Linked DNA regions of Xenopus tropicalis: region 2 is linked to region 1. Evidence: chromatin contacts called from public Hi-C data. All regions are on one chromosome and are shown on one strand. The core of a region is the stretch at or near the end of the contact, and the rest is flanking DNA. Distances in the headings are between cores, read along the strand shown.

Region 1 (6,498 bases), core at 3,618-6,117:
AGAAAAAATATGTTCTCATCCCTTGAGTCAATGCCTTTTTTTATACAAGACAGCACTTTATTTGCTTTAGTAGCCACAGAATGACACTGCCTGGAATTGGACAACTTGTTATCTACAAAAACCCCTAGATCCTTCTCCATTAAGGATACCCCCAACACACTACCATTCAGTAGATAGTTCGCGTTTATATTATTCCTACCAAAGTGCATAACTTTGCACTTGTCAACATTGAACCTCATTTTCCAGTTTGCTGCCCAGTTTTCCAATTTTGTCAAATCGCTCTGCAAAGCAGCCGCATCCTGCATGGAACTTATAGTTTTGCACAATTTAGTGTCATCAGCAAAAATAGAAACAGTACTCTCTATGCCCACCTCCAGGTCATTAATAAACAAGTTAAAAAGTAAAGGACCAAGGACTGACCCCTGCGGTACTCCACTAACCACACTGACCCAATTAGAAAATGTTCCATTTACCACCACTCTTTGTACTCTATCCTTCAGCCAGTTTTCTATCCAATTACAAATATTATGTTCTAGGCCAATATTCCTCAATTTGATCATTAACCTTCTGTGAGGTACTGTATCAAACGCTTTAGCAAAATCTAAGTAGATGACATCAACTGCCATTCCAGCATCAAGGTTCCTGCTCACCTCCTCATAAAAGGCAACTAAATTAGTCTGGCAAGATCTGTTACGCATAAAACCATGCTGGCACAAACTAATAGTATTGTGAACTGCAATGTATTCATCTATCCTATCCCTTATTACCCCTTCCAGAAGCTTTCCTACTACTGATGTCAGACTAACAGGCCTATAGTTTTCAGGCTGAGAACGAGATCCCTTTTTAAATAATGGCACCACATTAGCAATCCGCCAGTCTCTCGGCACCATGCCAAACCTCAACGAATCCTGAAAAATTATGTGAAGAGGCTTGGCAATCACAGCGCTCAGCTCATTTAATACCCTGGGATGAATCCCATCCAGTCCTGGACCTTTGTTTACCTTTACATGTTCAAGTCACTTTTGAATTTCCTCCTGAGTGACCCACGCGTCAGTAGCTAAATTACTAGCACTGGGTACATTAAAAGGGAAGCCTTCATTATCTGGCTCCTCAGATGTATAGACAGATGAAAAATAAGAGTTCAAAATTTCAGCTTTTTCCCCGTTCTCATCAACCAACGTACCCCCCCGTGATAATAAAGTTCCCACCCCTTCTTGCTTCATTTTTTTACTATTCACATAATTAAAAAATAATTTTGGATTCTTTTTACTCCTTGCTGCAATATCCCTTTCCATCTCTATTTTAGCTTGCTTGATAGCTTTTTTGCATGCTTTATTTGCTTCCTTGTACCTGATGAAAGTTTCCACTGTCCCAGCTAACTTGACAGCCTCAGAGGTTGTCTAAGAGAATATTGGGAGCAACAACACCATGAAGTCCAAAGAACACACCAGACAGGTCAGGGATAAAGTTATTGAGAAATTTAAAGCAGGCTTAGGCTACAAAAAGATTTCCAAAGCCTTGAACATCCCACGGAGCACTGTTCAAGCGATCATTCAGAAATGGAAGGAGTATGGCACAACTGTAAACCTACCAAGACAAGGCCGTCCACCTAAACTCACAGGCCGAACAAGGAGAGCGCTGATCAGAAATGCAGCCAAGAGGCCCATTGTGACTCTGGGGGAGCTGCAGAGATCTACAGCTCAGGTGGGGGAATCTGTCCATAGGACAACTATTAGTCGTGCACTGCACAAAGTTGGCCTTTATGGAAGATTGGCAAGAAGAAAGCCATTGTTAACAGAAAACCATAAGAAGTCCCGTTTGCAGTTTGCCACAAGCCATGTGGGGGACACAGCAAACATGTGGAAGAAGGTGCTCTGGTCAGATGAGACCAAAATGGAACTTTTTGGCCAAAATGCAAAACGCTATGTGTGGCGGAAAACTAACACTGCACATCACTCTGAACACACCATCCCCACTGTCAAATATGGTGGTGGCAGCATCATGCTCTGGGGGGGCTTCTCTTCAGCAGGGACAGGGAAGCTGGTCAGAGTTGATGGGAAGATGGATGGAGCCAAATACAGGGCAATCTTGGAAGAAAACCTCTTGGAGTCTGCAAAAGACTTGAGACTGGGGCGGAGGTTCACCTTCCAGCAGGACAACGACCCTAAACATAAAGCCAGGGCAACAATGGAATGGTTTAAAACAAAACATACCCATGTGTTAGAATGGCCCAGTCAAAGTCCAGATCTAAATCCAATCGAGAATCTGTGGCAAGATCTGAAAACTGCTGTTCACAAACGCTGTCCATCTAATCTGACTGAGCTGGAGCTGTTTTGCAAAGAAGAATGGGCAAGGATTTCAGTCTCTAGATGTGCAAAGCTCGTAGAGACATACCCTAAAAGCCTGGCAGCTGTAATTGCAGCAAAAGGTGGTTCTACAAAGTATTGACTCAGGGGGCTGAATAATTATGCACACCCCACTTTGCAGTTATTTATTTGTAAAAAAATGTTTGGAATCATGTATGATTTTCGTTCCACTTCTCACATGTACACCACTTTGTATTGGTCTTTCACGTGGAATTCCAATAAAATTGATTCATGTTTGTGGCTGTAATGTGACAAAATGTGGAAAAGTTCAAGGGGCAGAGTACTTTTGCAAGCCACTGTACATGTACTGTAATAACGCAACAAACAAAACACACAGGAGGGCACAGCTGCCCACACGAAATTAGTCCTGAAGGTGTCTAGTGGGCAAATTGTTTTAAAAACAGTGCCTACATGGCTATATTAAAGGAAATCTACACCCCTAAACAATATAAGTCCCTATAAAAACATATTCCATATACCAGCTAATATGTAAAACCCTACTTTATCTACATAAACCATTTTCATAAAAAATATACTTTTCTAGTAGTATGTGCTATTGGGTACTCCTAAATCGAAAATCGCCATTTTAAGCAATAAGGCTGCCTCCTGGGATCATAGGATTCACAGAGCACACAAACCAAGGACACATATACATGTTGGGTGATCAGTCAATTAATGGGCAGAGTTCTGTCTTTAATTCCCACACTACTTCCTGTTACAGTTAGAGCTGCATTATTTCCTGACAGGTGATCTCTGAGGGAGCACACATTAGTATGTTGGTGTGATCGTGTTGGTATCTTGCCCCTTGCTTTTTACCTTTGATTGAAAGTATTTTTGTCCTTTAGCAGCCCTCTTCCTTTTTTCCCCTCTCAAGGCAGGACCCGGTGCAATGCAAATCCCATTACCCTGCAGTTATTGTCACTAGGTCCTGTTTACAATATTGACACCAGCCCAGGAAAAAACAAACACAACACCAAGGCATCATCTTACCTTTCCTGGAAGTCGCACTTTAGATACACATTCAAGCATGTACGCTAAAGAAAAAATGGAAAATGTTAACTATACTGTGCATGTTAGAGTCTAAGTCTGTGCTGGGGATGCCTGGGGAAAGTAAAAAAATGGTGGCACTGCATTAGTTTTCTCTCCAAGTCACTGCATTTTTTTTTCTTAAAATAAAGATAAGCAGTTTTAGATTGGACTGGCACACCTGGATACTGCAAAAAATCCCAGTGAACCCTGTCTCTGCTGACCACTCACCTCCCTGCTGGGTCGAGTTGACTGTTCTCTATACCTTGCTGGGCCTGGCTGAACACCCACAGCCCACTGCCTGACCAAAACAGTTTCATTTCTTTGGAAGGCTACAAAAAAATGTAAAATTGTTGTGCATTCCATTATGGCATGCCTGGGGTTAACTTGCTCATTATTCATTTTCTGCAGTGCTTATTAGCATTTCTGGAGTTGATATGCTTATTATCTATTTTATGTGGTGATCTTACTGGCATATCTGTGGACTTATGCTTAACCAATGTTTGTTTAAGCAGAAACAAACAAAAAAAAAAAGTAAAGAAAAATCAAGAAAGTTTACATAAATTAATCTAGTTTAAATATTAAGCTGGGCATAGACAGTGAGATCTATTTGGTTCTATAGTGATGAGCAAATCTGTACAGTTTTGATGAAAAAGTCAATGGGTGACAATTTTACAATTTTTTACATGCAGCAATTTTTTCTTACATGTGCAACTTTACTCACTACAAATACATTAAAGTCACAGGGCAAATTTTGGATGTAGTTTTGCGAAAAAAGAAAAAAAAACGGCAATAGTGAACTGCGGATGAGACAGCCAGCCTATGGACACCTGTCGGACAAGGACCAGTAAGCTGCTGACTCTGTCTGCAGTCTGAATATTGTCAACATTAGTATTTTTCTTGCTACTTGCCAAACATGGGGCCACTAACCTTACACAGTAATACTGTATATACAGGCACATCTTAAGTTCTTCTAAGTGCTTCACTCCTGTCCAGTGTACAGCAATGAAGGGGATGGACACCCCTTTACTCTCTGGAACATAATACAAATCAGAGCCAATAAACTACAGGGTCTCCTGTGTAGAATAGCTTCCGTGTGCGGCTCTGATTTGTGTTTTTCCACCAACCTTGCCACACTTGCCACATATTGTAACAGATATGTTTGGTGCTGTACGGGGTGATGTAGTTGAGGACAGAGCAGGGGATACTAGGCTCTGGATCTAACAGTTAAAAATGCCTTGAAGGTGTGTCGTTCACTATATGTAGTTAAGTAATGCACAGCTGCACATAAATTATTTTATTTTTAATTTTATTATAGGTACTTTAATCATAATTGAAAATATACCTTTAACGTAATATAATATGTCTGTACAATTTTTTATAACACATGATTATAGTATATTTAAAAGTATTTATAGGCCCAAACTAAAATTAATCTTCTTCTCCCTGCCCACTTGGGGGCAGCAATGTACAATTATCCATTTATTTGTAAGCACACTGCTCTCTGCTATCACCCTCCCCATTCCAGATCAGTTATAATTACTTTACAGACAACCCAAGGAGGAGCCAGCTGATAATGCATAAACATCAGCTGAATCTGGGTGGTCTACAAGTCTTCGCTCCCATTATAAACCTGTACAATTTTCTCCCATTATAAACCTGTACAATAAGCATATTGTTGGAGTACATTTCAAAAGGAGTTTTGGGAGTGTGTACCTGTGGATAGTGGCCCATGACAGGCTGCAGAACCCGCTCCATGTCTTGGATTGGGCAGCTCTGGTCGTATGAAACACCCAAAGTAATTGTGGTAAAGAATCGTCGCCTGGGGACCATCTATAGGCTTTTACAACTTCTCATCGTTGTGTACTTTGTCTGGTAAGTTGAGAGATTGTGGCAAAAAAGGAACATAAGTGGAAAGGATAAGCAGAATATAGTACTGGGTGCAGAAGAGGGTATGAAGAAAGGCAAATTATAGGTGCTCGGTATGAGCATGTTATAGAAAGACAACACACAGAAATATATACAGTTACAAGGCACATATTTAACGGGTAAAGTGAAGTATTTAGGGGATTGTTCATGTTGGATAATACTGAATGCTAAGCAGGGCATTAAGAGGGCTACTACTAATGTAGGAGGGTGTCTTTATAATATCATTGCATGAACAGGGCAGAGGAGAAAACTACATAACATCAGCTGGCAGTCAAAGAATGTAGTACATTGTTATATATGTATCCATGTCACTCAAGTTTACTGGTTTAGAATTAGTACAAACAGCTACATACCACAGTAATGTGTTACTAATTAATATATATATATATAGCAAATACATAAATAGCAATGAGATTTAAAAACATTAAAAGAAAAAGTAAAAGGTTTTTAAAAGTTATAACTGGAAATGCATGTAGGAAATCAGACATCAAACTCATTTAATAGCAGATAAGCATTTCTTATCCCTCCTTGCTTCTGTTCTCTCTGCAGGTATGTATTTGTGGTACAGAAAGGGTATCAGGCACAAGAGACAGGCCCGGAAAGTGCAGTCATTACAAAAGTAAAAGGGGTCTCTACCTCCAAAGGCCCCAGAGGAATAAAGAAGATCTGGGATGTAGCTGAGTATGTGAAGCCTCCAGAGGTAAGAATAGAACATTAATGTTGAGGTGAAGAAGAGTAGAGGCAATGTATGAGTTTTTTTAGGAAATGAATGAGACCTGTAAGGAAAGAGAATGCATAGAAGCAGGGAAGGGGGTATTAAATCCATTGCAAAATATTGCATTAAGGAGAAAAAACAGGCAAAATCACACCCATATTTGTACATTGCCTCATATATCTAGCATATCCTCTATACAGTATAACACTATATACACTATAAATAACACTAGCACATTTACAAGTTATTCCCCAAAAAAGAACATTTGTATGATCAACAGTTTATACACCAGAACTTTATGTCTTTCCTTCTTTTATTGTTATTACTCATGCTTTACGCATGTATAGGCAATAAGTACTGTGTAGCACCAAATTAGAAGATCAGAATATCTGCACCAAACCAGGGATATGTAAGATGCTGACTGAAAGGTAGACAATGGGGTAGGGCAGGAGATGTGAATGC
Region 2 (6,189 bases), core at 1,242-3,741, 180 kb after region 1:
CAAATTTTTTGTAATCATACTTTGATAAATGTGCCCCTAATCTCCACAGATATCATCAAGGATGTTAAAGTACCCAAATGTTGCCTTCCAATTTCCTTTAAGAACCTGCACAAGTCAAGAAGCAAACAATAAAGCAGATTGTGCCGAAGGCTCTTTAAGAAACTGCCTGACATCTTTGAAAAATCCAGTCCTCACCCAGAAGCACAGAACCTTCTTTCAGCATTTAAAGTAAGGATCTGATCCCAGACATCCGATGTTCATATACCACCTCACCAAGGAGCCCTTTTTTTTATATGTTTAGACCTTTGGTGCTTCTCTTTACAAACAGTTTTATATTATACTAAAAGTTTACTTAAAGGTACACAACACCTTTAACTTTCAGGAGTGTGACTACTGTTGGAGCCAAAAGTAAATAAATATTAAACACAAAAGGTATATATGATGAGAAACTGTACAATCACTGGAACTTTTGCAAACAGAACTGGTCACATTCAGTGAAACTCCACTCAAAAACGTGAAGCTCCTCAGATGCACCTCATGGATACTTGACCCACTATAGCTATATTTAAAATTGGTTTATCAACCAGCTTAGTTCTGTTTCAGGCTGCTAGCGGACTATCGTTGGCAGAGCAGACAAAATGGCATTTAGTCTATTCAAATGTCTGGAGGTAATGGCTATTTTTCAGAGAGTAAAGAAGAATATTTGAATTCTCATCAAATTTAACCTTAAGACACACAAGACATCAGTAATACTAATCCGTAAACAAGTGGTTAAGAACACATCCCTTGGGATGTAGGCTTTATCTGTTGCATCCATTTAAACCAATTAACTGCTGCTCTCAAAGCTGCTAACCTTATCGATTCCCTGTATCTGGGCTGATGACACAATGTAAATCTGAATAATCTCAAAAAAGTGTATTTTACCTAACTCAGTCATTAAATGGTTAGTCCATGAATGCAGGTATGACAGTGCAATTATGTGGATATTGAGGTATTTGTAGTTTTTAAGTATATTTACATTTTTTACTGGAATCGCGAAATAAATGCAAACCCAAATTTTGATAAAGCAGCCCTAAACGTACACTGGGTTTAGGGCAGTACAAGTAATGTGAGATCACATTTTCCAAGGCTTGCAGTTAAGAATGCATTGTTCAGTACATGTTGTCTCTCCACTTTTATTTGTAAGACGATCCTGGGTTTGCATGTTATGCACCTACCATAAATAGGCTGCCTCTATTGGGAGTATTCACTAGCACGGAAGCAAAGCAAAGCATTAGAGGCACATGAAACACAAAAGGCAAGTTGCTCATAAATAAAATAGCACAAATCCAAAGATAAGCATATAGTACACAAGTGTGGGATCCATTAGCCAGAATGCAGTAGTACAAGTGTCATTTTTATAGGAGGATAAGCTGCAAGATTATGTTTACTCTTTCACTTCCCGCTCTGTCCTCGACAATACAGTGTTGTCGTTCAATCAGACAGGAAAAGGAAACAACCCGACCACCGTGTATCATAGTGAAGGCTTATTTGTACTAAGATAAGAAATCTACATGTATTGTTATCATATTGCAGGCTTATAAACATGTAGACATTCTTAGCATCAATATTCTTATATATGGATATGAATTTCCAAACAAAGCCCACCTTGAATAGTTCTACTGAGCCCTCACGAATGCCAAGGTGGTCATAATTCTGGGTGCGTTTTCTTAGCGATGTTTCAATCACCATGCAACTCAATGTGCTGCTGTTAGTGAATTGCACTGCCCATGATGGTGGCTTGTGAAATAGTTTCAAATGAGTCTATGAGAAGCATTACTGTGTGAAATTCTAGTAACAGGGTGTATATTTATTAGTAGCTGGCAGCAACAGTAGGTGTCTGTACTGAGTAACTTGTCTTTCACTTGGTATTGGCTACATCTCCCAACAAATAAAGCAAACAATCAGCATCTATTTTCAGGGCATGTCTGGGCATTCACTGATTTTGTTCACCTTGCAATTACAAAGATACTGACATAGCAACATGCTTAAGCGCTCATTTAAAAAAACACCCTTCACTAAATGAGGATTATATCTGTGGCTGATCCCAAAAGCATGCAGTTCATTTGACCTTAGCTGACCTTCCTCAAAGGTCACACAATACACAGAAAAATGAATTCAGTATTGTTTGTGTGTTTATTAATTCTGATCTTAATTTAAAAAACATGACTGAAAAAAAAGTAGCACTCTGATCTGATCAGGACGGCAGACATTCAGGAAGTAAAGCAAGGGTTAACACCTAACTCTTCTGTGGATTGATAGGGCAGCTGCTCAGTGCCACGCTGGATGTAGTTACTTACCCAGGTATCGCACCCATGTGTCCCTGTACAAGTCTTTCTCGGAGGGCTTGCCCGGCTGCTGGTGCCCCATGCTTCCTCTAACACACACCGCAGGGCATCAGAATGATAACCCCCAGCAGGGTACAGTCAGCAAAAGCAGGAAGCAATTAGGTCGAAGTAAGGCATAGGTTTAGCCATAGAGATATAACTGTAGGGGGCGCTGTTGGGGAATCCCAGGTACAGCGCGTCTATGGTCAGCGCCATTCATTCCCCTGTCCCGTAGATTATGCAATATTGGCATTTGCTGCAGCCTAATACAATACTGTGGTGCCAGTGAATAATTGTACTAAAGTGGCCCACTGTAAGGTTTCTTTATTGCATGCACGCACCAAACTTCCTTCTCGCTCCCTCAGCTGTTTGCGCTTCTGCTTAAGCATAGATAGTTTGTAGACGTTCCCTGCAGGGTCCGAAATAGGAAGAGCCAATGAGCAGCACCTTTTTTAAGTCACGTGAACAAAACCAGCGGCTTTGCAGTTTTAAGCGCTGTGTGTGTGTGAGAGAATAGGAACATGTACATTTTTAGTGTAGAGTTTAATGGTACAGGGTTAAACAGCCCACTGTATTGACTGTGAATGTCAAATGTATATTATATATAACTAGGGTGTCAGAGGGAAAGAGCGAAGACAAGGAAATATTCTTTTTATTTACCAGGCAAAAGTGAGACAGGCTTCCTAAGCAGCACTAAAGTAGCCCTGGTTCTAAGCGTTTAGTCCAAGCTTTGTATTCAAAGTCAGTGATACATCTTTCGTGTACAGAGTCAAGACCTTAGTGGTTATAGCACTCCTGTCAGTGGAGCATAAACTTTTAAAAGTAATTTTGACTGGATGTAGCCTAACCACTGCAGTACCTGGATGCTTATGGGACCAAATTCAATGTGGCGCCCCCGTTATCTTTTATAATAAGACATTTTTAATTAACATATATTGAAATTGCTTGTCAGTAAATGCCTTGCTGCCTGCCCCCCTGTAAAAATGTTTGGTACCTGTTTTTGTGTTTCCAGTCATCTGGCTGAATAGCCAGCAAGCTCTGTTGGCCTTGCAATGGACAGGTTGCTGATACCTGCCCAATCGATTTTCTGGCCAATGTCGAATGAAAATCCGCTTTATGTACGATCATTCAGTGCCCACTAACCTTATAATAATTTGACAGATTTGTTGAATTGCACTAAAATGTTGCTGTTAGGGAGAGAAAAATCTTAACGTGTATGGCCACCTTTACACTACTCAAGTTTTCAACCCTTATTACCATTTACACAATTCACCAAGGTAAGACTGATTGTAAGTGATGAAGATGTGCACATGAAGCCTAGATGAGATGACTGATCGCTTTAAACAAAGGGGTTACCCTAATGAAATCATTCAACAGTTTAGAGAAAGTAAACGAACGGGGAACAACAATTGGTCTGTAAGAACACTAAAGGTGGCCATACATGTTAAGATCCGCTCGCTTGGCAAGGTCACCAAGTGAGCAGATCTTCTCCCGATATCCCAACCTACGGGCAAATGTAGGCTAATTGACCCTGAGGCCAAACGATCGAATTATAACGGCAGCAATGGGCGCAGTCGGTTCAGGGACCGCATCAACGAGCTGATGCGGTCCCTGATCTTTTAACCTGCCCAATCGATATCTGCCCAATTAATGTGATGGAGTCTTTCATATCTTTTTTCCATTTAAACACCAACTGCCTAGGTTGTTAAATTAGGAAGCATGTAGTTGGTATGGATTTATTAGAGCATTAGCTTGTGCCATCTATGCACATAATTTATGACAAGTTTTGCGTCGTCATATGCGCAGTTTTGCGACATCATATGCGCATGTTTGTATGGCGCAGCAGTTTGCATCAAAACTAGCGCATGAAACTTTAAGCAACCTTGTTTGCGCTATACTGTTAAATATGCTTATGCGCAGGGCAAAAGTTTTGCCTCTGTGACTATTACAGCAATGTGATACATTGGTTAATGAGCCCCAGTCAGTCAACTTAAATTCCAGGTGATAGGTACTGTTGAGAGGATGGGGAGAGGATAAGATGGGGAGAGGATAGACTCCTCCAGGTAAAGTAAAGAGAAATGCTTTGGGTCCATAAATTGAATACATTATGGCTCGAGGTCTTAGGGCTCTGGCACACGGGGAGATTAGTCGCCCGTGACAAGGGAGATTTGTCGCGGGCGACTAATCTCCCCATGTGCCAGAGCCCTTAATAGGGAATACATGTTTGCATAATACATGTTTACATAAGTAAGTTAGCTATCCTATACAGATGCTTAGATATTTATTTTATTTGTTTATGTGTGTTTAAATATTTTCTTTCTTCTTCAAGGTTATTGAATGGTTGACATTGCCACCCTGAGTGTGGTTCACAGGTTCTGCATACAATAATGTGTCTCAGAAAAATTGCTAAGTGCAGTTTGCAGAATGTGTCTACTATACGTCTCAGGTATGTCAGATTGTTATGTACATTAACCAGGGGATGATATCACTTGAGGAAGGAGAGGAGTTTTTAATCCCCCTCAGAGGGGCCCAAAACATTGCCCTTTGTTTTTGTGAACATAGGCTAAATAAACCACACTTTTGACACAATTTAAATTAAATTAATTTAAATTAAATTAAATTTGGTGTGCTTCTGGATTTTTCTACTTTGATGAATTGACTCCATGCAAGGAAGAGGTCTTCTGTTTAAGCACCCAAACACATCACAAGTGCACGGTAGGTTGAGCTCTCCATTATCATGCATTGCTACCTACATAAGTCCATGTGTGTTTCCCTTTGTTCATAAGGATTTTTAGAATCAACAAATTGCAGCAAATTGTAGCTTAAAAATCTGGGATTTATTCAGTAAGAAACAATTATAATGCCCCTGTAGATTATAAGGAAAAGGATTGTCCTACTGTTAAATTAGTCTATATTGAAAGGGAGCTTTCAGGTGTGTAAACAAAGACCTTGTATACCTTTGTAAACTAATTACAGTATATTTCCTAAATGTCATAAGGACAGTGAGCTTGGTGTTCTGATGCTATATTCAGAGGCTATAGCCACTACAATTTATTACCTATTTGAAAATAATATAAAATTATCATGCAATGTATACCTTAGTTCAAACAGTATGTTACTGGGTGACACACGCACTAGATTTATAATATATTCCAAATCCTTAGGAGCTCCCCTCATGGATGTAAACAAGTCTTTTCAATAATGAATTACTTTCGTACCATCTTCTAATTCCCATTAGGCATACAAATGCCAGCACACTGCAGTCTTTTATCAAAACAAAACCCTTTTGTCCTAGTGAAATGTGGCTTTTTTTATGCCACATCTCTTTTAACATAACCTGCACTGAATATAGCTTTGACTCCAGACTCTAGCATGAACAGATTATATTTGCTCATACACTGCATTAAGTCTCTGATATATATTACAACATGGCACTCATAAGTCATTAGTAACTTATGGGACAGGCAGCTCACCTCCTGAGTGCCTTCATTCATTTATACCAAATCAGGCATTATTGCAGTATCCGACATTAAAGACATGCCACAAACAGGGATCTCTGCCATATGGATAGTGTCTCTAGAGGGTAAGGCTGCTTTCCATCTTGCTTTCTAATTGCTGGATTTTTTCTTCTGATTTGCGATCAGGAAGCAGAACTTCAACTGTATAGCTGACTTTCTTAGCATGGATGAAGCTGTAAGTGTTATCAAAGCGCAGTACATCTGAAAGAAAATACAGATCTTTGAGTAAAACAAGACAAACTCCATGTTGATGAGTGCATTACAATCATTGCTTCAGCAAATTTTGCCAAGTGATCGGATCTTCC

What was found. Hi-C and Micro-C count contacts between places; a contact is called where the count stands out from the background.
Region 2: a contact with region 1 is called in a Hi-C map of neurula embryo, with 2.1 times the contacts expected there. The contact joins the promoter of mtfp1 here to the promoter of p2rx2 in region 1. A contact is called at or near these places in 2 of 5 Hi-C or Micro-C datasets (neurula embryo and tailbud embryo).

Annotation. Positions count from the first base shown.
Region 1 is chr1:144,095,228-144,101,725 of UCB_Xtro_10.0, forward strand. It overlaps p2rx2 (P2X purinoceptor 2), which reads left to right and starts at 4,868. Exons shown (of 12, transcript XM_004910637.4): 1 at 4,868-5,267; 2 at 5,871-6,021. The coding sequence starts at 5,125.
Region 2 is chr1:144,282,401-144,288,589 of UCB_Xtro_10.0, forward strand. It overlaps mtfp1 (mitochondrial fission process 1), which reads right to left and starts at 2,492. Exons shown (of 4, transcript NM_001102827.1): 1 at 2,340-2,492. The coding sequence starts at 2,409. It overlaps sec14l3 (SEC14-like lipid binding 3), which reads right to left. Exons shown (of 12, transcript NM_001126793.1): 12 at 5,182-6,085. The coding sequence ends at 5,943.